6 separate regions of the Mus musculus genome follow, and regions 1, 2, 3, 4 and 6 are each linked to region 5. Evidence: chromatin contacts called from public HiCAR-type and promoter capture Hi-C data. All regions are on one chromosome and are shown on one strand. Each heading gives the region's core, a stretch centred on a gene start, on an enhancer-like site or on the middle of the called end of the contact. The rest is flanking DNA. Distances are from core to core; before and after follow the strand shown. Region 1 holds the start of Tti2 (TELO2 interacting protein 2). Region 2 holds the start of Dusp26 (dual specificity phosphatase 26 (putative)). Region 3 holds the start of Rnf122 (ring finger protein 122). Region 4 holds the start of Adrb3 (adrenergic receptor, beta 3). Region 5 holds the start of Unc5d (unc-5 netrin receptor D). Region 6 holds the start of Mak16 (MAK16 homolog).

Region 1 (3,233 bases), core at 25-2,524, 1.9 Mb before region 5:
TCTAGTAAGCCACAACCGTTCCGGTCCTTAAGAAATCTATTATCTCAGCACCCCTATCTGTCTGATAATAGTGAAAAGAGCATTACTCACTTATTCAAATGGGGCTTAAGAAGCCCCAAGACCACAGCAAATCTCCCTCGATCGTCTTCATTTTCTCCGCATAGGAATCCTGCCACAGAACTGCACTCAGTAACTCTAAGCAATAAAGACAGCACCTCACCAGCAACATGCTGAGATGCTGGACTGGTCCATGGCTGCTTCAATCTGTGAGTGATGGCAAAAATATACACGGGTCCTGACATGTGACGGAGGCCTGTCTTCCACGCAGGGCAGTCGGGAGAACTCTTGGCAGCTTCAACCTTCCCCAACAGCTTTAGAAACAGTGAGCCAACTTCAGTCGCCTTCTCGGGCACTTCGGGATGCTCTTCGACCCCATCTGCCTTCTCCTCGGGTGCTGCGAACTTCTCCAGGGCTCTCACCACCTGCCCCAGGATCTCGGGCATCCCCCGGAGGGATCCCCCACTCCCACTCCCCTCAAAGAATCTGTCACCTTCGGCGGCTTCTATTAAAGCGCCGAGGTCTTTAAGAGCCGCATTTCTTGCGCCGCCCTGTCCTGATGACTTTGGGCGGCTGAGACGGTTCAGAATCTTGGAGAAGGCTGGTTCGAGGGCCGGGGGAGAGCCCTCTGCAGGCAGGGAGCAGCCGACCCCCGACTTCTCTTCGGCACTGTCCAGCTTCATTCCTAGTCGCACCGGAGGGGCTGGGCTCGCCCCCCCCGCCCCCCCCGGGGGGGGACAGAGACCAAATGGGGATGGTGTCTGGAGTCTCGGAGGGAAGGTCGTCCGGGGCTCGGTGTCCCCCAACGAACAGAACTAAAACCAGGCACAGCTAAAAGGCGAGATGTCTCACTGTCTTGACGCAAGGATCGAGTGTCAATCCACCCAGTAAAGTGGCTGTAAGAAGAGAGCCTCAAGCCGGGCAGTGGTGGCGCACGCTTCAGGAGGCAGAGGCAGGCAGATTTCTGAGTTCGAGGCCAGCCTGGTCTACAGAGTGAGTTCCAGGACAGCCAGGGATACACAGAGAAACCCTGTCTCGAAAAAAAAATAGGAGAGCCTCAAGCTCCTAACACGTAGCGAAATTTGTCTTTCCGAAAACTCAAAAAAGAAAAAAAAAACAGTTAATTTTAAAGACAAACTACTGAACCGTGACACCAAAAAGGCTCCCGAAACCAAGCGCTCTTCCAGTACGGTAGCTGTATTCCGCAACTTCCGGCCCTGGAGAGCATTGTAGCCGTAAAGCAAAACTAACTTCCGCCAGCGGAGCCGCAACGCTTCTTTTTACGACTCGCGACCAGAAAGCAACAAACAGTCCGTCAGAGAAGGAAGGGGTAAAAGGTGGAGCATGAAGGATATATTTGCATAACTAAGCGTTCGCTCATTAAGTTTGTTCCTGATTTCATCTGCTAGGCTAGAAACAAGAGAATTCTCGCAAAATCCTAGTAACAGTTTGAAATTGTACTAGATTTTGTGTGCAAAAGCTAAATAGAGCGGCAGCATATTAGTCACCCTCTTTGAAAAACTGGTGAGACTTACTCGATACTTCGCAAGCTAACAGTAAGGCCGATCCTTTCTGGTTCATAAAGCGTGATGATTGGGTGTTCACGCCATTGCGTGACATGTGCCGCCCATAAACCTTGTTACGACGTGGGCACATTACCCGTCTGACATGAACTTAGGAGGATCCTCCACTTCTGGTTCTTGTGTAGATTAGAGTTATGCCCTGTTTTTTACTTCTTGGTTCAGTCAGGTAGGATTACTGGTTAGGTAGTGGAAAGTGTCCAGGGTACCTGGGACTAATACATTATTACTAAAGTACATTCCATTCCTAAGAGAAACTGAAAGTGACAGAGTTATGCTTCTTACAAGTCGCTCTGGTACAATTCACTTCTTTCTAAGAAAAATTGTTTTATTAAGTTATTACTCTGATGTGTATAAATGCTTTGTTCACATGCGTATATGTGTACCTGGTGCCCCCCCTGGTCCCCGCGGAAGCCAGAAAACAGTGTCCAGTTCTCTGAACTTGAATTTCTGGAGTTTGTTAGCCATGGCATGTTCTTAACTGAACCATCTTTCCACTCCAAGACATGCTCTTCTTAGTGTTACACTATTTGCCACTACACTACCAGTGATGCCTGTGTGGCTTTTTTTCCCCCCTTCACTTCTCTGTGTGACCTCTTGCAAACGGCAATAGCTCAGATCTCTATGTCTTAATTTCTGTATTGGGGAAACAAATGTAGATAATTACTGGTCCCCATCTCTTAGGACTGTTGGGACAATTTTTAATGTACATAAATGCCGGGAACAATATCTGATCAGCATAAAGTTCATAGAGGTGTTAGTTCCCATTGTTATGCAACAGCACCAACATTAATTTACATTTCTTCTTTCCAAGAAAATCTGGTGATTAGAATTCTAACTCGGAACCTCTTTCTTCTGGCTTTTCCCACTCTGACCAATTGGTGGCACTCTGATCAATCACTGCTAACCACTTCCAAGAGAAACCTTCCCTTAACAAAAGCAGCTTGAGGCCAGTCAATAAGAGGTTATTGTGTCTGTACTGTGTGGGACGTTTCTTTTCTGTAGCATGTGCCCTTTGTGTCCAGTGGATCCAGACGCCTTTCAGACTTGAGGAGTGCTCTGTATTGTTGAGATCTCTCGCTGGGTTTCCCAAAGCCCGAGCCAGCCATGCCTTTACTTCTATCTAGTGCCTGGCACAATTTAGTCAAGGCAACAAATGTATCCTGAATGCCCATGTCCACGCACAGAGGACAGGCTGGATTGACCACCCACACAATGCAGCTACATGGAGCTGCGTCCACACAATGCAGCTTGGTGCAGCTGCAGTGAGGGAGAAAAAGCAGTCTCTGTGTAACACCATGGAACTCTGGGAATATAGATAGGTGGAAGGAGCAGAGGGGAGGAAGGGTAGATAGATGCTCTCTTGTAAGAAAGAAGGAAAGATAGAGAGTAAGATATATGCATTTCCTTGTGTGTTAAAGTAGAAATGGAAGGTAAATAACATGTATAAACAATTATGTGTCAGGAAATAACAGAATGAAGGAATAGAAGCAAGATCTCTCTATGTGTACTTTTATCGCTTTAACTCGGAAATCATGTGAAACCCTTACATAATTATTTTTAAGAGAAAATCAGGTGTGGTAGCGCATGACTATA
Region 2 (3,238 bases), core at 633-3,132, 1.9 Mb before region 5:
AGTCTAGGGAGCTCGGGAGGGGATGGAAACGGCTGTAGAGCCATCCAGAGAGAATCATCAGGAAGGTAACAGCAGCTGGGACCATGACATAAGCCAGATATGCCTCCTGGAGCACATTAACCCATGCCTGCCCCCACATGTCTCAAAGATAAGCTTTTCACGGGGGGGGGGGAGGGCATTGTGTGTGTGTGTCGGGGGCGGGGGGGGCGAGGAATGATCTAAAGAGGAAAAGCGAGTTTGGGAAAATACTCGCTGATGGACAGAGAGAGGAAGGCTTGCTTGAATCTGTGCACAGAAGCCTGCGAGTGGGAGGAGCCCCTCCTTTGACTATACCTCATCCCTGGGAAGAGAATTCTGAGTCAAAGCAGGGTTGGAGCTTTGTGTGTCTGTGTCTGGTGGGGGGTAGGGCAGAAGTGGGAAAAGCAAGTGTGGGGAGGGGCTTGGGGGGAGGGGCTGGGAAGAGGGGAGGGGTGTTCCTGCAGGCCCAGGGGCAGCAGGGAGGTTCAGAATGGCCATCTTTGTTGCTGTGGAAATCAACTGATCTTGCACTGCACAAGGAGCAGCGTCAGCCTTAAGGGGCCTAGCAGGTGTGTCTCAGAGTACCTGTGGAGACTAGGAGCTTGGGAAGATGGGCTCCTACTCTGAGCCTCACAGCTGGAAGAGACTGCCTTTGAGGCTTGCCCTAGGACATTTGGGCAGAGAGACAACTGTGGAAGATCTCCATCCATGGTCACTTCCCGCTATGGTCTGGCATGTTAGGTGGGCTAACCTGCAGCATCTCCCCCATCCCCTCCAATTTCCTGTGCTTCCATCAGCCTTAGGGGCCTCAACTGAATGTCCAGCAATAAGAAGCCATCTTGACCCATGGCCTCACAGTGATCCCACCACACGCTCCCAGCTGGCCTAGCTTTCTCTTCTCTAAGGGTCAGTCTTTCAGAACACACCACAAACAGGGGCAGTGGGGTCATAGCTAATAAAGGATGAGTCTCTACTCAGGAGTTCAGGGACAGATAGGTTTTCAATGGTTTGTTTAGAAGAAGCCCAAAAATCCAGTACTACAATCGACACCACCACCACCACCACCACAACCACCCCTCAGCACCTACCTCTACTCCTGGGGCTCAAAGACCCATCCTTTCCCTCCAATAACCTCTCTCAGAATAGATTCTGCTGCCTAAGTGCTGGTGAAAGGCACGGAGACTGGCAGGAGAGAAGAAGCAGGTAGCCGCTGTCCTCTGGACTATTCCTCCTGGTGTAGAGGATTCAAGTTCAGGCTGGAATACACCCCTGGGCCTTTTCCAATCCCATTAACCCGCCACCAGAGGCCCTGGCCGCTGCCCCCCTCCCTCCGTCTGCTGTCGCGGTAGTAACAGGTTCGTGGCTGTCGCCTTAGCCTTGTGCCAACCCAGACAGCCTGGCGCAGCGGGGAAGCAGGGCACAGCGAGACGTGCGGCGATGCTCCTGTGAACCTGCCCGGCCCCGACTCTTGTCCCCGCACCCCACATGTCTCTACCTCCTGGTCGCAAGGGTCTCAGATCCCGAGGTGGCCTGCGGGCTCCCGCAGTCCGGTGCCCATGGCTCTTTCGCGGCCCCCGCCGCTGCGCCGCCGCCCCGGCGCGCAGGTGGATGGCAGCTATTTTTACGCCATGACACGCACATCGAAGCAGGTTCCTCTCGGTGTGCGCGCTGGTGACACCCAGGGACACCGTGTCACGCAGCGGTGGGAGCCGCCACACCGCAGCGACACAGCCCGCCCCTGTTTACAGCCCCGCGCAGGCCCGCAGCCCCGCCTCGCGTGCACGCCAGGGCTGCTGCCCTGTAGACCAATGGCAAAGCCTTGTTGCAAGCCTTTCCAGACAGGGTCTATATACACTGCTCGCTCTTCCCAGACAGAATTCATGAATTGCAGACGGCCTGCCCTACTCTTTTCTACGCGCTAGAGAACAATCCTCAGCTACCCTTACTATTAATAGCGTTTACCATATGCTAGGCACTTCACCTGTCTTAGGGGACTTTTATACGCATCAGAGGTGCATCAGACAGGCATCTTCATCTGCATTTGGGGAAGGGAAGATACTGAAGTACAGAGAGGCTAAGTCCAGGTCAGCAGCTAGGTATTGATAGAGCCAAGCATCCGAGGATGGTAATGAGACCCCCAAGTTCATGCTATGACTCTTCCAACCGTGCTGCCCATTCAAGGGAGTATGCACTTTGCATTTCAACCAGAAAGCCATTTCTGCATTTTACAACTGTACACTCAACCCAGCCCTGAAGAAATTAATCGTCATTTCTTTCTCACATGATGTCGTTCAGTGGTATCTGCTATCACCTGTTTCTCTATATGGTCAGCGTCAAGATCGTTAAGTATTCAGAGTCAAGAGTCAAGATCGGTGTTGCCTTTCCTAAGAGTCTCTTTCATTGCTTGTCTTTGTTAGGGTTTCTATTGCTGTGATGAAACATCCTGACCCCGAGGAAAGGGTTTATGTGGCTTATACTTCCATATCACTGTTCATCATCAAAGAAGTCAGGATAGGAACTCAAACAGGGCAAGAACCCCAAGAAAGGAGTTGATGCAGAGGCTATGGAGAGGCACCACTTACTGGCTTGCTTCTCATGGCTTGCTCAGCCTGCTTTCTTATAGAACCCAGGACCACCAGCCCAGAGATGGCTCCACCCACAATGAGCTTGGCTCTCCCCCATCAATCATTTATTAAGAAAATGCTCTACAGTCCTGTCTACAGCCTGGTCTTATGGAGACGTTTTCTCAGTAGAGATTCCCTCCTCTCAGATGACTTTAGCCTGTGTCAAGTTGACACAAAACGACCCCACACACTGCGTGGAGAGACCCAGGATGGGGAGTCCGAATGACTATGGTCAGATGGTGCGACTGAGAAGCAGGCAGAGCCCCAGCTACCTACAGGAAGGAAGCAGGAGTCAGGGAAGCAGAGGCAGGCTAGTTAGGAGATGGAGGTGGTGTCTACTGTGGTTGAGATTGGGAGCTGGGACAATCTGAGCTCAGAGAATAGATGAGGATGTAGTCTGTGAACCAAGGGAAGCATCATGAGACACAGCACCAAATACCCCAGTGTTGCAGACTGCCAGGTACCTCCCTAGGCTGCCGTCTGAGCCACCCACCGCTCCTCTCAAGAGGCAGGCTTCCATCTCAACGTCCTCCATCTCTCCTTGTTCCTTTCTGACACGGCACTTCACCTAGAGATGAATTCCCCATTGCCTGAAA
Region 3 (3,449 bases), core at 167-2,666, 1.9 Mb before region 5:
GTTCATTTTCAGGAAATTAGATCCGACCAGCAAAAGGAGGAAGGAGGGGGGATGGGGGCTACTCATACACATGCGGCCCAAACCCTGCTTTAAAACAAAAGACTCTTGAAATAATTAGTCCAAGATCATGCAGAAGTCTACTTAAGAATGGATTTTTCACAAGCAACCAGACTGCCATACCAAAAAACTTAAAAAAAAAAAAGTTAGCTTCTTTCCACCTCGCCAACTTGCCTAGAAAAAGTGATCAAGATTTTGGGTACTTCTGGGGGAAGGGTGGGTGGTATTAACATCGAAGACTTGGCTCAGAAAGATCCAACAGGTAGCCTAGACAGGAAATCCAGACCCGCTTTCTAACCTGTAACACCTGAGCTGCCCCAAAGCCTCAGATGAACTAATTTAGCATCATCACGCGGTGGGGTGTGGGAAGCGGTTGGTGGTGGGTGGCTGGCTGTGCTGGAAGGTACCGTCACCACCTAGGCTGAAAGCAGACCCCAGGGTCTGGCCTTATTGCCAGAAAGCAAAGCTTTTGCCAGGCCAGCCCTGAGCTGGGGGCCCAGCTTTCTTTCTGCAAGGCTTTATCTATTCAGTAAAGCGACGCTCTTTTAATCCAGCGTCTGGCCCCTAGGAGCCAGTGAAAACCAACAAAGAAAAAGAAAGTCACCCCGCGCCTTGTCCCGCACGCTGCACTGTATACATATTTAAAATAGCCTGCAAAGTTTCAGAACCGGAACTTGAGCTCCCTCTAGGAGATCCTAGCCCGAGCGCGGATTTAATTCTCCAACCACCACAACAAAGAACAGAGTTTGAGAGCGCACAAAGGCAGGCGAAGGGGTAGAAGAGATGGACCGCCATACAAAGGCCGGGAAGACTCGGCTCACACGCCCCTGGCCCTCCACTCGCTTCCAGACCCCCTTTATTCCCAACAAAGTGAATGGGATCTTTCTAACTGCGCGCTGTGCAGAGCCCAGCAGGGCGCCAGGACGCCTTCTGGGCCGTCCCAGACACCGGGAAACTCGGCTCAGGACCTGAACCTGCGCGGTCCCTGTTCTCCCACCGGTCCAGGGACTCACCGTTACACCACTGGAATGGGTGCATCAATGAAGTCAAGGTCGGCTTCCGGGAGCAAACCGAGGCAAGGTGTTGGAGCTGGAGGGGCTGTGCACTGAGACCGCCGGGATGGAGATGCAACTCCCGGAGGAGTGGAGTCAAGGGTTACAGAGAGGCCGGTTTGCAGAGCAACAAAGAGGGCAGAGGAGGAAGCAAAGTCTTTTCGGAGCGAAGCCCTACCGAGGGCCCGGGCCGGGAGGGCAGCCGAGAGAGCCGGGATGCCCGGCCGAGAAGGCAGTAGCCAGGACACGAAGCCGGGCTTGGGTCCCACTGCGCTGAGCAGTGCGCGCTGGGATTCCGAAAACTGACACCGCACGGCTCACACCCCCCTCCCTAGGACTGCTCCCTCCCGGGAGCCCGCCCCCTTTTCGTCACCTGCCCTCCGGCCAATGGGAGCCTTTCTCCTGCCCTGGGGTATTATTTACAAGCCAGTTTACCCTCTGGACAGGGGAGCTTTTTTCTGGGTAGATTCCTACCCCGCCTCCTAGCCAGACCTGGGGAGTCCCTAGCCTGCAGAACGGCGTGAGAGGCGACGCCTGCAGGGGGCGAAGATCGCCGCCTCCTAGGACCCGGGCGGGGAGGGCTATGGTGGTGGAATGACACGAGGATTAGTGCCACTTTTGTTTTCCGCCTACAGATCCGTGTCTGTCTCGAATTTCTATAGCTCTGTAGAAGGCAGTCCTGGGAGTTGGTTCCACTTGTCCTTCGCCTTTAGACCTGGTTATGCGTGGCAGCTAGCGCATTCCCAGACCCACCGCGAAAGGAGAGAACTGAGGCAAAGAGGGCAAAGCAGATGAAACTCAAAACTCCATCTTCAAAGGGCTATTGTTCTCACATCACTTCAGGACAGAGCCTTCTTTTACAAACAAGAATAAGGCCTAAAGCTGAAGGCCATACCGTGCCAGGATTCCAATCTCCTAGACTGTGGCGAAAACCCGGAAACTGGCTTTGTCAATGGCCGGGACAGGGGTCTTGCTTCGGTGTTGAATGGACAGGGGATGAAGGGGGGGGGGGATCTCAAATCTCCATGTAGTATTATTTATTTTGGATGACATTGCATAGTTTATTTTATATGTTTATTATTTTGCTAATGGAAAGCTATTTGGTCCTAACTGACCTCCAACTCCAGAGATCTGCCCTCCTCTGTCTCCAGGGTGCTAGGATGAAAGGCCTGTGCCACCATACTCAGGCTTGTTTATGTATGCTTTTGTTTATCTTTCCACTTAAAAGAAAGTATTACCATCAGTGCATAGAGTATCATTGAAAGTACCCCGGTGCAAGGCGCCACAGCCACGTTCAGAAGCAGTGTGTTGAGTAGACCCACAAATAAGCAAGCAAAACGGCCTGCTCTTCCTTTGTCAGGACTTATCATCCCACTATTGATTTGTTGGAACTGAGTCTCTGGCCCCTGAGCGAGCTAATGCATGCGAATGAATGTTTTGCCATTTCCAAGCACAGTCGTTAAAGTATCAAATATCCTGACCTGCATCTCAGGGCTGCTGGAACAAATGCAATCTTCTTATCTCTGGGGATGGTCGGATAGTCTCCAAATCCAGAAGGCCTTTGTGGACGGTGATTGTGGTGTTTGCATATACACCGTACTTCCCTTAACATCAAGTTGCATACCCCCCACCCCCCAATATTTGTGTAACTTAACAATATGGAAGGCTCACTGTAGTTCATCAATTTAGTGGGGGCAGTGTCGTGTACAGATCAAATTTCTAGGTGTTGTTGTTATTGTTATGAAACAGGGGTTATTAACTATGTAGCCAGGCTAACCCCAAACATAGAGGTTTGACTACCTCTGTCTCTTGAGAGTTGTGTATGTGGCACCACCGCCTGGCTGTCTTAGTGGGATCACTGCAAAGGGTTTCTAAAGGCCTCTCGGATCCTCCCCTAAACCCCACCCCCTCCACTTTAGAGCCCCAGGGAGAAATGTGACATTTACTAACTCTGGAGCTTAAGCCCAGATATTGTTTTGTTTGTTTGTTTGTTTGGATGGTTTTGAGTTTTTGAGACAGGTTTTCTCTGTGCAGTCCTGGCTGGCCTCGAACTCACTCTGTAGATCAGGCTGGCCTCAAACTCAGAAATCCGCCTGCCTCCCAAGTGCTGGGATTAAAGGCGTGCTCCACCAAAGTGCTCCAGAGGCCAGGTCTACAGAGTGAGTTCCAGGACAGCTAGGACTGCACAAAGAAACCCTGTCTTGGGGGCGAAAAAGTGCTCCAGAACACTAGGCTGGCCTTGAACTCACAGAGATCCACCTACTTCTGATGTGCCTTGTTCCCTGTACCAACCCTGCAGCTGTGGAGAGAAATTAGTATGCTGATTTGATACTGATCAAG
Region 4 (3,553 bases), core at 508-3,007, 2.0 Mb after region 5:
AGAGAGAATAATCTCAAAGACCGAAACAGCAAAACAATAGGAGCGGCGAGGAAGGAGGCAGAGTACTTGGGCATGGCTCTGCTGCCTCCCAGGAATGGGGGAGGCACATTTGGGAACAGGGGTCTAGCACATTAATTCTCACAATATTTGGTTACAGGACTAATCATTTGCCACACACCGGTATGTTCTTACAACTGGGGACTCTTGCTCTTTTTCAAAACTATAAACATTTTTGCACATTTTCTTCAAGTAACAGGGCTTGGTCCTTGACTAAAGCAGAGATGGCCCTTGAGTATGTCTTGGGGGAGATATCTTTCCCCAACCTATTCTGATGTCCTGGGGGTAGGGGGGTGGGGTGGGGGGAAGAGCCAAATGGCATGTATTTGTTTTAGAGATTGCTTGCTGAGAATCTTATGACACCCCTTTGCGATAACTGGCAGCGCTCTGGGGTGTTGCAAAACCCTGACTTGGGTGCAATCACCCTGATGACCAGCAAGAAGCCACAGCCAAAGGCAGCCTTCACACCACCCTGGCATGGCTGGGACAGGAGCAGGGGCAGGGGCAGCAGAAGGGAGCTCTGACGGCTGCATCCATGGGACAGGGAAAACCTTTGCTTGAGAGCCCCTGACAGTCCTGCTCATGGGTGAGTGAGCTGCTGAGTCCCTGGGAGCCCAGCTGGCCCTTTTTCCTCAGGGATAATTTTAGGTTCTCTCTTCCCCTTCCAACCTTTCTGACTCCCAACCCCTGGTTCAGCCTCCCGTGGGGATTGCCTGGACCAGTGGCTATAGAGGACACTTTTAAAATATTGAGCTACTCAAAAGAACATGCCAGGGGGGTACCCTGGAGGCATTTTCCACTATATTTGTTTTTTTCTCTCTTTTGCCCCATTGTTTCGGGGTGGAAATGAGACAACTCATGGAGCAGTCTTGACAGGCGTCCCTAACCCTGGTATTACATGTGAAGGCCATCACTTCAGGCTTCTTTATTCGCATCCCAGGAATCATCAAACTCAGGTCCTTCTGCTTGCAAGGCAAGCACTTCACTCATTTAGCCATTTCCCTAACTCCCAGAGGCTTATTTCTAAGCCTTTCATGCCCACATCCAATTTGGAAAAATTTTGACTGGGAGATTGGATGACAGGGTCAGGTCCTATAAGTCTGGGTGAAGGGAGGGGGCTCAGAGGCGCTGATCTTACTGTATAAGAAACTTCAGAGGCATTAAAATACCAGGCTTATCCTTTTATGCACTCCAGATATGCAGTACGAGGGCCCCGGGAGATGGCACAGTAAGTAAGAGTGTTTGTTCTGCAAGCCAGGGGCACTGAGTTCAAATCCCCAGCACCGAAGTGAAGAGGTGGATGTGGCCGCACACACCCACGATGCCAGCCTTGGGAAGCAGAGGCAGGCGAATCTCAAAAGCCCAGACTCCACCGTCCTAGCCAACGCAAAAGCTTTCTGGCCCTGTGAGAGACCCTGTCTCAAGGTAATAAACTGGAAAATAGTAGAGGGAGACACCTGATGCACCCACACGTTCACATGCAGACACATGACTCCCTCGACTCTAGTTTCTTATGAAGAAATCTCCAGCAAGTGGATGAGAACTCTTTACCATGGGGAAGGTGACAAACATTAGCTTTGGATAACTGAGTGTGGCGATAGACCTGTGGTCCTCACCCTTCCTCAGGCTGCGACCCTTTAATACAGTGCCTCATGTTGCAGTGACCCCAATCATAACATTATTTTAGTTGCTACTCCATAATTGTAATTTTACTATTATTCTGACTCGTGATGTAAATATCTGATATGCAGGATATCTATCTGATATGTGAACACGGTGGGGACTGCAAGCCACGGGTTGAGAACCACTGTGCTAGACAGCCTCAAATGCATCCTTTCTCTCTCTGTCTCTCTCTGTCTCTGTCTCTCTCTCTCTCTTTCTGTGCTGGACCTCAAGCATGTTAAGTATGCACTCTACCACCGAGATACACCCCTCCCTCTCCAAAACTCCATCCTCTCATTTTAATGTGTCTATCACTTCAGAATTTGAAGGGACTTTTCTAGAAATTTTCTAGGAGAAAGGTGTGTGGACTGGGCAGTGCAGGAGGAAGATGGAAACCAGAAGCCCTCAGCATCCCAAGCTACACGATGCCATGTCAAACTAGAGTGACTCCTGAAACAAGCGGGTGTCTCCAGTAACTGAAAAGAAGAAGAACTGAAACAGCAGACAGGGACAGAGGGTGAGCGAAATTGAGGAAAGGGAAGGGGACGGATCTCATCAGCTGGGAGAGAAAAGGATGCCAGCCACCTCTGGTTGGTGGCTTCACAAAAAGAGTCTTAGAGTTGGGAATAGTGGCGCACAGATCTGTAATCCCAGCACTGGGGAGGTTGAGGCAGAAGGATCTGGAGGTCCAGACCAATCTGGGCAACATATAGAAAGACTATCTCAAACAATAAGATACCTTAGGGAGAGCATCCAAGCAGAAGAGGGGCTATCTTGGATGGTTTGGGTTGTTCGGTTTTGTTTTGGTTTGTTTCTGGATGGTTGCCTTCCTTGTTGGGTAAAGGATAGGGTGCGGGGGTTTCTCTTCTTTGCAGGGTTGCCTCAGGTTCTGCCAGGAAGGAGCTGCTGAGCTCCAGGAAACCGGTGCTGAGGGAGTGTCAAGACAGGACGCCCCTCTCCACCCTCCAATTCCCACCAGAGGCCTCTCTTGTGACTATTGGACGCTGTTCCTTTAAAAGCAGCCACTCCTCCCGGCAACTAGGGTGTACATGGGGGGTGAGATGGAGGGAAGCTGACAGACTTACCCCAGCAATTAGGGAAGATGGCCCAGGCTGGAAGAGTCGCTCCCAAGCCCTACTGTCCCCTTCCCTAAGCCAGCGGGTCTGGGGAGGAGGGGGAACCTTCCCACCCCAGGCGCCACACGAGATGGCTCCGTGGCCTCACAGAAACGGCTCTCTGGCTTTGTGGTCGGACGCCCCTACCCTGGACCCCAGTGCAGCCAACACCAGTGGGTTGCCAGGAGTACCATGGGCAGCGGCATTGGCTGGGGCATTGCTGGCGCTGGCCACGGTGGGAGGCAACCTGCTGGTAATCATAGCCATCGCCCGCACGCCGAGACTACAGACCATAACCAACGTGTTCGTGACTTCACTGGCCGCAGCTGACTTGGTAGTGGGACTCCTCGTAATGCCACCAGGGGCCACATTGGCGCTGACTGGCCATTGGCCCTTGGGCGAAACTGGTTGCGAACTGTGGACGTCAGTGGACGTGCTCTGTGTAACTGCTAGCATCGAGACCTTGTGCGCCCTGGCTGTGGACCGCTACCTAGCTGTCACCAACCCTTTGCGTTACGGCACGCTGGTTACCAAGCGCCGCGCCCGCGCGGCAGTTGTCCTGGTGTGGATCGTGTCCGCTGCCGTGTCCTTTGCGCCCATCATGAGCCAGTGGTGGCGTGTAGGGGCAGATGCCGAGGCACAGGAATGCCACTCCAATCCGCGCTGCTGTTCCTTTGCCTCCAACATGCCCTATGCGCTGCTCTCCTCCTCCGTCTCCT
Region 5 (3,445 bases), core at 315-2,814:
GGACTGTCACATAGTCTTCAGCCATACAGGAAGGCAGGCAATGAATGAGTAGTTTCTGGGAGACAGGTGAGGCGTATTTGGTAGATTAATTCTCAATTCACCTTCTCAGAAGGAAAGGACAAACCCCTCATTTACCAAGATTCTAAAGAGATTTCCAGGCAAGTCCCTGGCCAGGCCCCACATCAGTCTTTGCTTTGAAGTATCTGTTCCCCAGGGTTTGGTTTTCTCCACCAGGACCTAAACTTGTTATTGAGCTGCAAGAGCTCTGTAGGAAAAAATCAGCTCCTTCCGCTGACGTGCACAAGCCTGGTGTCTGCAGAGAGGGATGGCCTACCTGTTTATCGGGTAATCAATCTTTGTCTATCATCCCCTTTGTCTTTGGGAGCAAGTAAGTTAGTGTGATTACCTCCTTCACAACAATCTCTCCACCTCAAACCATTTTTTTTTTCCATACAGAGGTGTTTGGGAGCAGGTTGCACTTGGACAAGATTTTTGTTGTTGTTGTTGTTTGTGTGTGTGCATGTGTGGGCTAGTGAGCTTGGTAGCCATTGAGGAATCACTTGCCAATGCTGTCTTTTAATTGAAGCTTTCCATCTGTATTGAGAACCCAGATTTCTGACCAGCTGAGTACAGGGGACATTTTGAAAGCTTCTGACAGAAAGCCATGGTCTGACTGTGGAGACCTGGACAGGAAGCCAACGGTCTTGGGGAAGGGGGTTGTCGTCTGTAGCTGGTTGCCTGCTCCAGCGGATGGGGTAAAGAGACAACTTTGAGGCCCTTCCAAGATCAGGTAAAGATCAAGCCATCTAATAAAAGGGGACTGGGAAGGGAGGGGTGGTGTGCTTAAACAAATGTTCCCTTTCTTTCTTCTCTGAAGACTTTGAGCAGGTCTCCTTTTGAACTTTACTTACTTACTAGAAAGGCAATTTCGAGGGCCTGAATTGGAATGAACAAAACCACATTAAGTGGTCAGATGTGAAGCAGTTTTGAGAACTTTTGAGATTCCAGAGCGGCAAGTATTAAAAAAAAAAAAAAAAAAAAAAAAAGGTTTTGCTTCCTTAAAGTAAAATTTGATCCCATACATCCCCAGAAGCCCTCGATTCATTTCCCTCTTCGTTTTCACATTTGGGCACAGTTGAAGCTTATCATTGCCCCCACCCCCCACCCCCACCCTCTTTTCTCCCTAGCGCCCGTCCCGTCCTCCCCAGGACTGCGGGTAAAAGTGGAACTCAAAGTTGAGCGAAACCTTGGTTTCCTGGAAGCCGCTGTCTCACTCAGAGTTAGCAAGCCAGACGCCCACATTCTGCCGCTGGGCGCTCGCCTCCAAGAGGCCGGGCTGCTCGGCACAGCTTGCGCTCGCGCATCCTCGCCTCCGGCCGCCGGGCTCGGGCGCGCTGCAATCCCGCACGCGCGGGGGCCTCTGCAGCGGGGAGGCGGTGCCCGCACGTGCGGCGGCTGCGGACTCACCTGCGCCTCCCGAGCCCGGCCCCGCCCATCGCCCCGCCCCGGCGTGACTCATTGGCCGCCGCTCGGAGGGGTGGAGCAGAGGCGGCCCCGGGGCTCATTAGCGATGCGGTCTCCAGGCTCGGTTTGGTAGTCCCGGACCCGGAGCGGAGCTGGGGCTGCGGGCCGCTTAGCGGGGACGGCGGGCGGCGCCGCAGGAGGCGATGGGGGCGCGCGCTGCGTCCCGCTGCCCATCTGATATCCCTGTTCCGCTGCTGTAGGGAGCGGCGGTGGGGAAAAAGAGACTCGCCACAGACCACCACCTCCGGGGAAACCTACTGGCGTTGGCTCCCTGCCGTCGTTCCTCGCGGACTTCCAGGGCGTGGAAGAGGAGCGAATCCTGAGAGGAGCTCGGAGCATGGGGACAGGGGCTGCAGACGGCAGCCGCGGGGCGCGCCGGTGGCTCCCATGGCTAGGACTCTTTTTCTGGGCGGCGGGGGCTGCGGCTGCCCGAGGTAAGCGCTGGGTGGACAGCGGTGCGCGAGGGGAGCGGGACTCTCACCTTCGGCGTGGGTTTCCCAAGTTGTTCTGGCTTCTCTCCGCGCGCGTAGCCCGACTCAGTGGGAACCGTGTTAGAGGAGCTCCAGGGGACCACTGCCTTTCAACCCAAGTTTGCTATCTGCAGTAATCCTACAGGTTGCTCTGACCGGGCCCCCCCCCCCCTTGAGTTTGCACCCGCTGAGATTTTCCAACCTCCCTCCCCACCCTCCGCCCCTCAATTGTTGCAGACTGGAAAACTCGTCTTCCCTATATCCTCTCTCGCCTTGGTCCTCTCCACTTTTCCTTCTTGGGCGAGCTCGTCCCTGGGTGGGAGCCCACGGTGATGTTCGAGAGTGCATAGGGAAAGAGGCATGCCCGTGGGTTCCAATAGAGACTGCGCTTTTTTTCCCCTTCAGGGGGAAGCATCCAAGCTGGTCACTTCGCTCTGCACCAAGCCCCTCGGGCGACCCTAGTCTTGGCTCTAAGCCAGCAGTGGTTTTGCCTTACAGAATCTGCGAGGGGGCAAGAGCTCTGGGGAGTGTGTACCCTGGGGTTTAACTGCGCCTGCAGTGCCCAGCCGGATAAGCAGTTGGCCGGAGGGAGGCTGTACTCTCGGCGCATCCTCTCCCTATCGGGTGCTTATACCAGCTTAGAAGCGCGGGCCCTACTGAGCAGCAGGGAAATTTAGAAGCAGAGATTTCTCTGCTTCTAATAAGCTCAGGAGCCCCCCCCCCCCCCCCCACACACACACACATACACACACTCTTTTTCTAGATCCGCTGCACTCCAGCAGAGCATCAACTTAAAGATAAACCACACGGACCTGTTTTGAAGCTGATCACAGGCAGTTCCAGACAGCCCCAGTGCTGTGGCTACCTTTGAAATAATCTAGAAGCTTCCCTTTCCCTGCCCTTCTTTACCTTTCTTCTTTGCTGCTTGCCATCCAGCCGGCTTAGAATATGTAATTGCATTAAATGATTTACCTAACGCTTGTCTAGCAAGAGGTGGCACCGGGCTAACCACCTCTCCTTCTGTTCTGTCTCTTGAACATATCGCTAGTAGCTGTGAGGCCTTTGGAAGGGTTGACAAAGATGCCAAGAACCGGTATAATCTCATTTTTTTTAATAGAAGCTAACGGTGTTAGGAGCAGCGATACCGCCTGGAAAGAGGAATTAAAAGGGTGGATAGAGGTTTTCAGCAGTATGATCCTATTCTATGCCTATTTGCATTTCATTTCCTGAACTTTTTCACCCTCCCCTTTTCTTTTTATAATGGAGCAGGCTTTCAAAAATAAGGAAAGGCTTTAAATACGAGTGATTGTTAGAGTGAGGCGTGTTTCTTTCTCTTGTTGGAGGAGCCTGGGCTTCAGCCATTTAGTATACTACGGGGGAACTAGAGACTGCCTAACTGCTCAGGCAACTCTTGAGTGTTTTCTATTCTGTTAGGGGGAAAGCAGGGGTGC
Region 6 (3,334 bases), core at 284-2,783, 1.9 Mb before region 5:
GAGATGCAATCTAGCATGCAGACCTCAGATGTTTACCACAAAGGTCATATACTTTGCTGTACTGTAAGGCTGCATATACTTTGGGTCTGGGTTCCTCCTGGTTTAATTTCCTACTGATCTTTCCTCTTGCTCTCCGTTCTCTAGCCCACACTTTTCCTTTGTCTGTTTTTACTCCAACTATCTCCTTAAGTGTAGGGCTCTTCATTATCTTTCCTTAAAAGGCACACACACCCTGATGCCACAACTTACTGCATTACCTCAATGTGATTCTCTACCTAATTATCACTTACTTCTACCGCATTCTCCCAATAAACCTTCCTTTCTTAAAAGATATTTTATTTACATTTCAAAGGTTATTCCCTTTCCTAGTTTCCCCTCCGAAAATCCCCTACCCCCTCCCCCTGCTCCCCAGCCCACCCACTCCCATTCCTGGCATTCCACTCCAGGCATTCCCTTATACTGGGGCATAGAACCTTCACAGGATCTAGGGCCTCTCCTCCCATTGATGACCGACTAGGCCATTGTCTGCTACATATAAACCTTTCTAAAAGAACCTGTCTCCACTAACTTACTTTGCGTTATCCTCATCGTTATCACCATTGCCAGCATCCGGCTATGACCTCCCTGTAAAACTCAAGTTGGTCTCAAGCTCCCGAACCAACCTCCCCACTAGCTGAGTGTTCACAGCTGCCTCGTTGCTTTTACAGCACTTAACAGTACTTAAACATTATATTATACAGTTTATGGTACAAGTCTCTGAATCCCATTGCTAAGTAAGGACCTTGAGGGTGTAGAACATTGTTCCCCTTCATTGCTCTGTCCGGGACTGTATTTGGCACATGACAATTTCTTCAAAATCACTTGAACTACTTAATGGCTTTCAAAAGGGAGAACTGGGGAAGCAACCCTCATTTTATTATCACTCCTGCTGACCTTTTAAAAGCACTTTCTCAGGCCTGGATAATGGCTCAGGAAGGAGTGTGAGTCTGGTAACCCGAGTTTGATCCTTACAGAAGGAGCAAGGGAGCGACAGTAGAATCTGTCCGTTTGGGGGTCACATGCATACAGGTTTTTTTCGTTTGTTATGTTGTTTCCCCATACGACACTGCCGTGTGTGTTTCAAAGTGAGAACGGAGATGGCTGCTAGAAGTTCCCGCGGGTTGGTAAAAGAGCTGACGGCTTCAGGCTTTCCAGGCACGCGGCCACGGCCAGAAATGGGACGGTAATTAGCATTAAAGCCCCGCGCGTGCACAAGTGACTCGGAGGGTGCGCCTTGGGTTAGAGAGGACAAAGAAGCCCCACTTTTTAGAGGTTTGGAGCTCGCGCAGAGACACAGCAAGCAGGACAAGACGATATGTGCGCTCCTAGGGCAAGGGCTGCCGGAGGCGAGCACGCCAGGATCCAAGCGTGCGCTGGCGCGGAAGCGCGCATGCTCACTGTGCCCGGGGACGTCACGGGCTTCTGGGACACTGAGACGTTCTCGCGATAGGTTAGTGGCTCTCCGGAAGTGGCTCCGCGGAAGAAGCGTGGCCGCTTCCCCGGTCCTTCCTAATGCGGCGAGCTGAGCTGCCGGCACCATGCAGTCGGACGACGTGAGTTTTCCTCCTCTCGCCTTGGCACCACTGGGTTTTGCGCGGCATTTCGCTCATTTAGGATTCAGTCCCGCACGCTCAGACGGCCCGTTTGTCTCCGCTTCTCCCGGATGGCGAGACTTGCAGAGCCCCGATTTCCGATAGTGGCTTCCCACGCGCGTGTAGAAGGCCAGGCCACCCCAGCCCCAGCCCGCCGGGTGGGCTTCCTTAGTCCCTAGTGCTTGGCAGTGAAGCCCTTTGTGCCAGCTGCCATCTGAACGGCAGTTGTCTCGGGGTGGCAAGGCGGGAGAGATGCGATGTTTAAAATCCGTGCTTAGGGAACTCCTCCATGAGCGCTACCTCTCCAGTGTTAGGCTTTTTATTTTGCTCTGCAGCCTGCCCGAGGCGTAGTTTCGGAAGTAAGACTTCGTTTGTCTGTTCACAGAGTTGTAAGTACATAGCCAGTATCCAACTGGTGTAGGTTCAGTGTGATGATTGGTTGTTAACAGTCGGGCAAAAGACATTTAAAAAAAACCAAAAAAACCTCTGCTCTCATGAGCACTCTGGGGATGGAGAATAACGGTACTATGAAAGAGGAGTAATGGAGAAAGAGCGGTAGATCAGTCACATTGGGCTAAAAACCCCAGAATTGGGACTGAGGCAGCCACTGAAGAGCCGTAGGAATAGTAAAGGTACAAAGATGAGAGATAGGGAAGGACTTGTTACAGGAATCCAGAGGATGAGGGGGAGACTGGATTTGATAGGCTTGCCCGGACAAGGTCAGGGAGAACCTTGAAGGAAATGGTTTCCAGGTCTTTTTTAGTGGGAACTAGGGAGAACTGTTGTATTTTTTTTTTTTTTTAATTTAAGAAGAGCGTGAAAATGAGAGTTGCACTGGGGTATGTTTACCATCGGGATCCTTTTAGAGATGCTAAGTGGGCAGCTGGGCGCACAGACAAATCCGGTGCCCAGGAAAGAGGTGTGACCAAATGATGTGTAAGAGGTCTGACCACGAAGCTGAATAATACACCCACTCCACTTCTCGTTTCCTACAATCCTTACCCCTGTGTGTTTTATTCTTTGGCCCTTCGTTCTTCCCCCCTTTAACTGCTCTAGGGTCCTTCTTGGCTCTTCAGTGCAGTCCATCTAGAGACCTTTATGCTCACACACACACCCCCATATGTGGCTTTAGTGATTGCAACTTGATGCACCGTTTTTATATACTATGCACTTCACCAGGTTCCGGGATGTAAGGACCGTAGGATTGTTCTCATCCAGCAAACGCCAGGGTTTGTGTTTGGAGACGGCAGTGCCTTTACTTTAGAGTGCAGAACACATTAGAGAGACAAGGTAGAAGGTAATAAGGTTGTGATGATGGTGTGTATATCTAAGTATCTAGTGCTGTGCAGAATTGGACAATGGATAATGAACACATGTAAAAAAAGTTACAATGTAAATGTGATAGGGCTCATTTTGTTCACACTATACATAAGGGCATACTACAGATGCTAGAATGTATGTATGTATTGAAAATAATTCTGGGGAAGTAGTTACTAACTATAAATGAACTTCTGTTGCTGAGTAATAGGGTATGGTCGTATCTGCATTTAGGTTTTTCTTGCGACTTTGTTGTTGTTTATAAGAATATATGTATTCATGTTAGGGGACGAGCGAGGCCTATTAAAAGATAGCTCTATCTTTTCATTCCCTAAAGACCCTTTCCTCACTGTGACACCCAGCAATGTGCTCTGACATGGTCCTCA

What was found. Promoter capture Hi-C pulls out the DNA fragments that hold promoters and counts their contacts. HiCAR-type assays count read pairs that join an accessible place to other places.
Region 1: a promoter capture Hi-C map of embryonic stem cells shows a contact between it and region 5, with 6 times the contacts expected there. The contact joins the promoter of Tti2 here to the promoter of Unc5d in region 5. A contact is called at or near these places in 2 of 39 promoter capture datasets (embryonic stem cells and hippocampal neurons) and 1 of 115 datasets of contacts at active chromatin or transcription factors (astrocytes).
Region 2: a HiCAR-type map of astrocytes shows a contact between it and region 5, with 9 times the contacts expected there. The contact joins the promoter of Dusp26 here to the promoter of Unc5d in region 5. A contact is called at or near these places in 3 of 39 promoter capture datasets (embryonic stem cells, hippocampal neurons and liver) and 2 of 115 datasets of contacts at active chromatin or transcription factors (astrocytes and forebrain).
Region 3: a HiCAR-type map of astrocytes shows a contact between it and region 5, with 8 times the contacts expected there. The contact joins the promoter of Rnf122 here to the promoter of Unc5d in region 5. A contact is called at or near these places in 6 of 39 promoter capture datasets (embryonic stem cells, frontonasal cranial neural crest, hippocampal neurons and 3 more) and 1 of 115 datasets of contacts at active chromatin or transcription factors (astrocytes).
Region 4: a promoter capture Hi-C map of hippocampal neurons shows a contact between it and region 5, with 7 times the contacts expected there. The contact joins the promoter of Adrb3 here to the promoter of Unc5d in region 5. A contact is called at or near these places in 1 of 39 promoter capture datasets (hippocampal neurons) and 1 of 115 datasets of contacts at active chromatin or transcription factors (astrocytes).
Region 6: a HiCAR-type map of astrocytes shows a contact between it and region 5, with 6 times the contacts expected there. The contact joins the promoter of Mak16 here to the promoter of Unc5d in region 5. A contact is called at or near these places in 2 of 39 promoter capture datasets (embryonic stem cells and hippocampal neurons) and 1 of 115 datasets of contacts at active chromatin or transcription factors (astrocytes).

The regions. Positions count from the first base shown.
Region 1 is chr8:31,148,357-31,151,589 of GRCm38.p6, reverse strand. It overlaps Tti2 (TELO2 interacting protein 2), which reads right to left and starts at 1,274. Exons shown (of 7, transcript NM_144927.3): 1 at 91-1,274. The coding sequence starts at 740. Snord13 (small nucleolar RNA, C/D box 13) reads left to right here and starts at 1,632; the gene lies at 1,632-1,729.
Region 2 is chr8:31,088,171-31,091,408 of GRCm38.p6, reverse strand. Dusp26 (dual specificity phosphatase 26 (putative)) reads right to left here and starts at 1,882. Exons shown (of 5, transcript NM_025869.4): 1 at 1,514-1,882; 2 at 1,107-1,249.
Region 3 is chr8:31,109,794-31,113,242 of GRCm38.p6, reverse strand. It overlaps Rnf122 (ring finger protein 122), which reads right to left and starts at 1,416. Exons shown (of 6, transcript NM_001368375.1): 1 at 1,071-1,416. The coding sequence starts at 1,095.
Region 4 is chr8:27,227,792-27,231,344 of GRCm38.p6, reverse strand. Adrb3 (adrenergic receptor, beta 3) reads left to right here and starts at 1,757. Exons shown (of 4, transcript NM_013462.3): 1 at 1,757-2,236; 2 at 2,595-3,553. The coding sequence starts at 2,926. Gm45470 (a long non-coding RNA gene) reads right to left here and starts at 1,936. Exons shown (of 3, transcript XR_001778544.2): 1 at 1-1,936.
Region 5 is chr8:29,217,755-29,221,199 of GRCm38.p6, reverse strand. It overlaps Unc5d (unc-5 netrin receptor D), which reads left to right and starts at 1,564. Exons shown (of 18, transcript NM_153135.3): 1 at 1,564-1,958. The coding sequence starts at 1,862.
Region 6 is chr8:31,166,923-31,170,256 of GRCm38.p6, reverse strand. It overlaps Mak16 (MAK16 homolog), which reads left to right and starts at 1,533. Exons shown (of 10, transcript NM_026453.3): 1 at 1,533-1,592. The coding sequence starts at 1,578.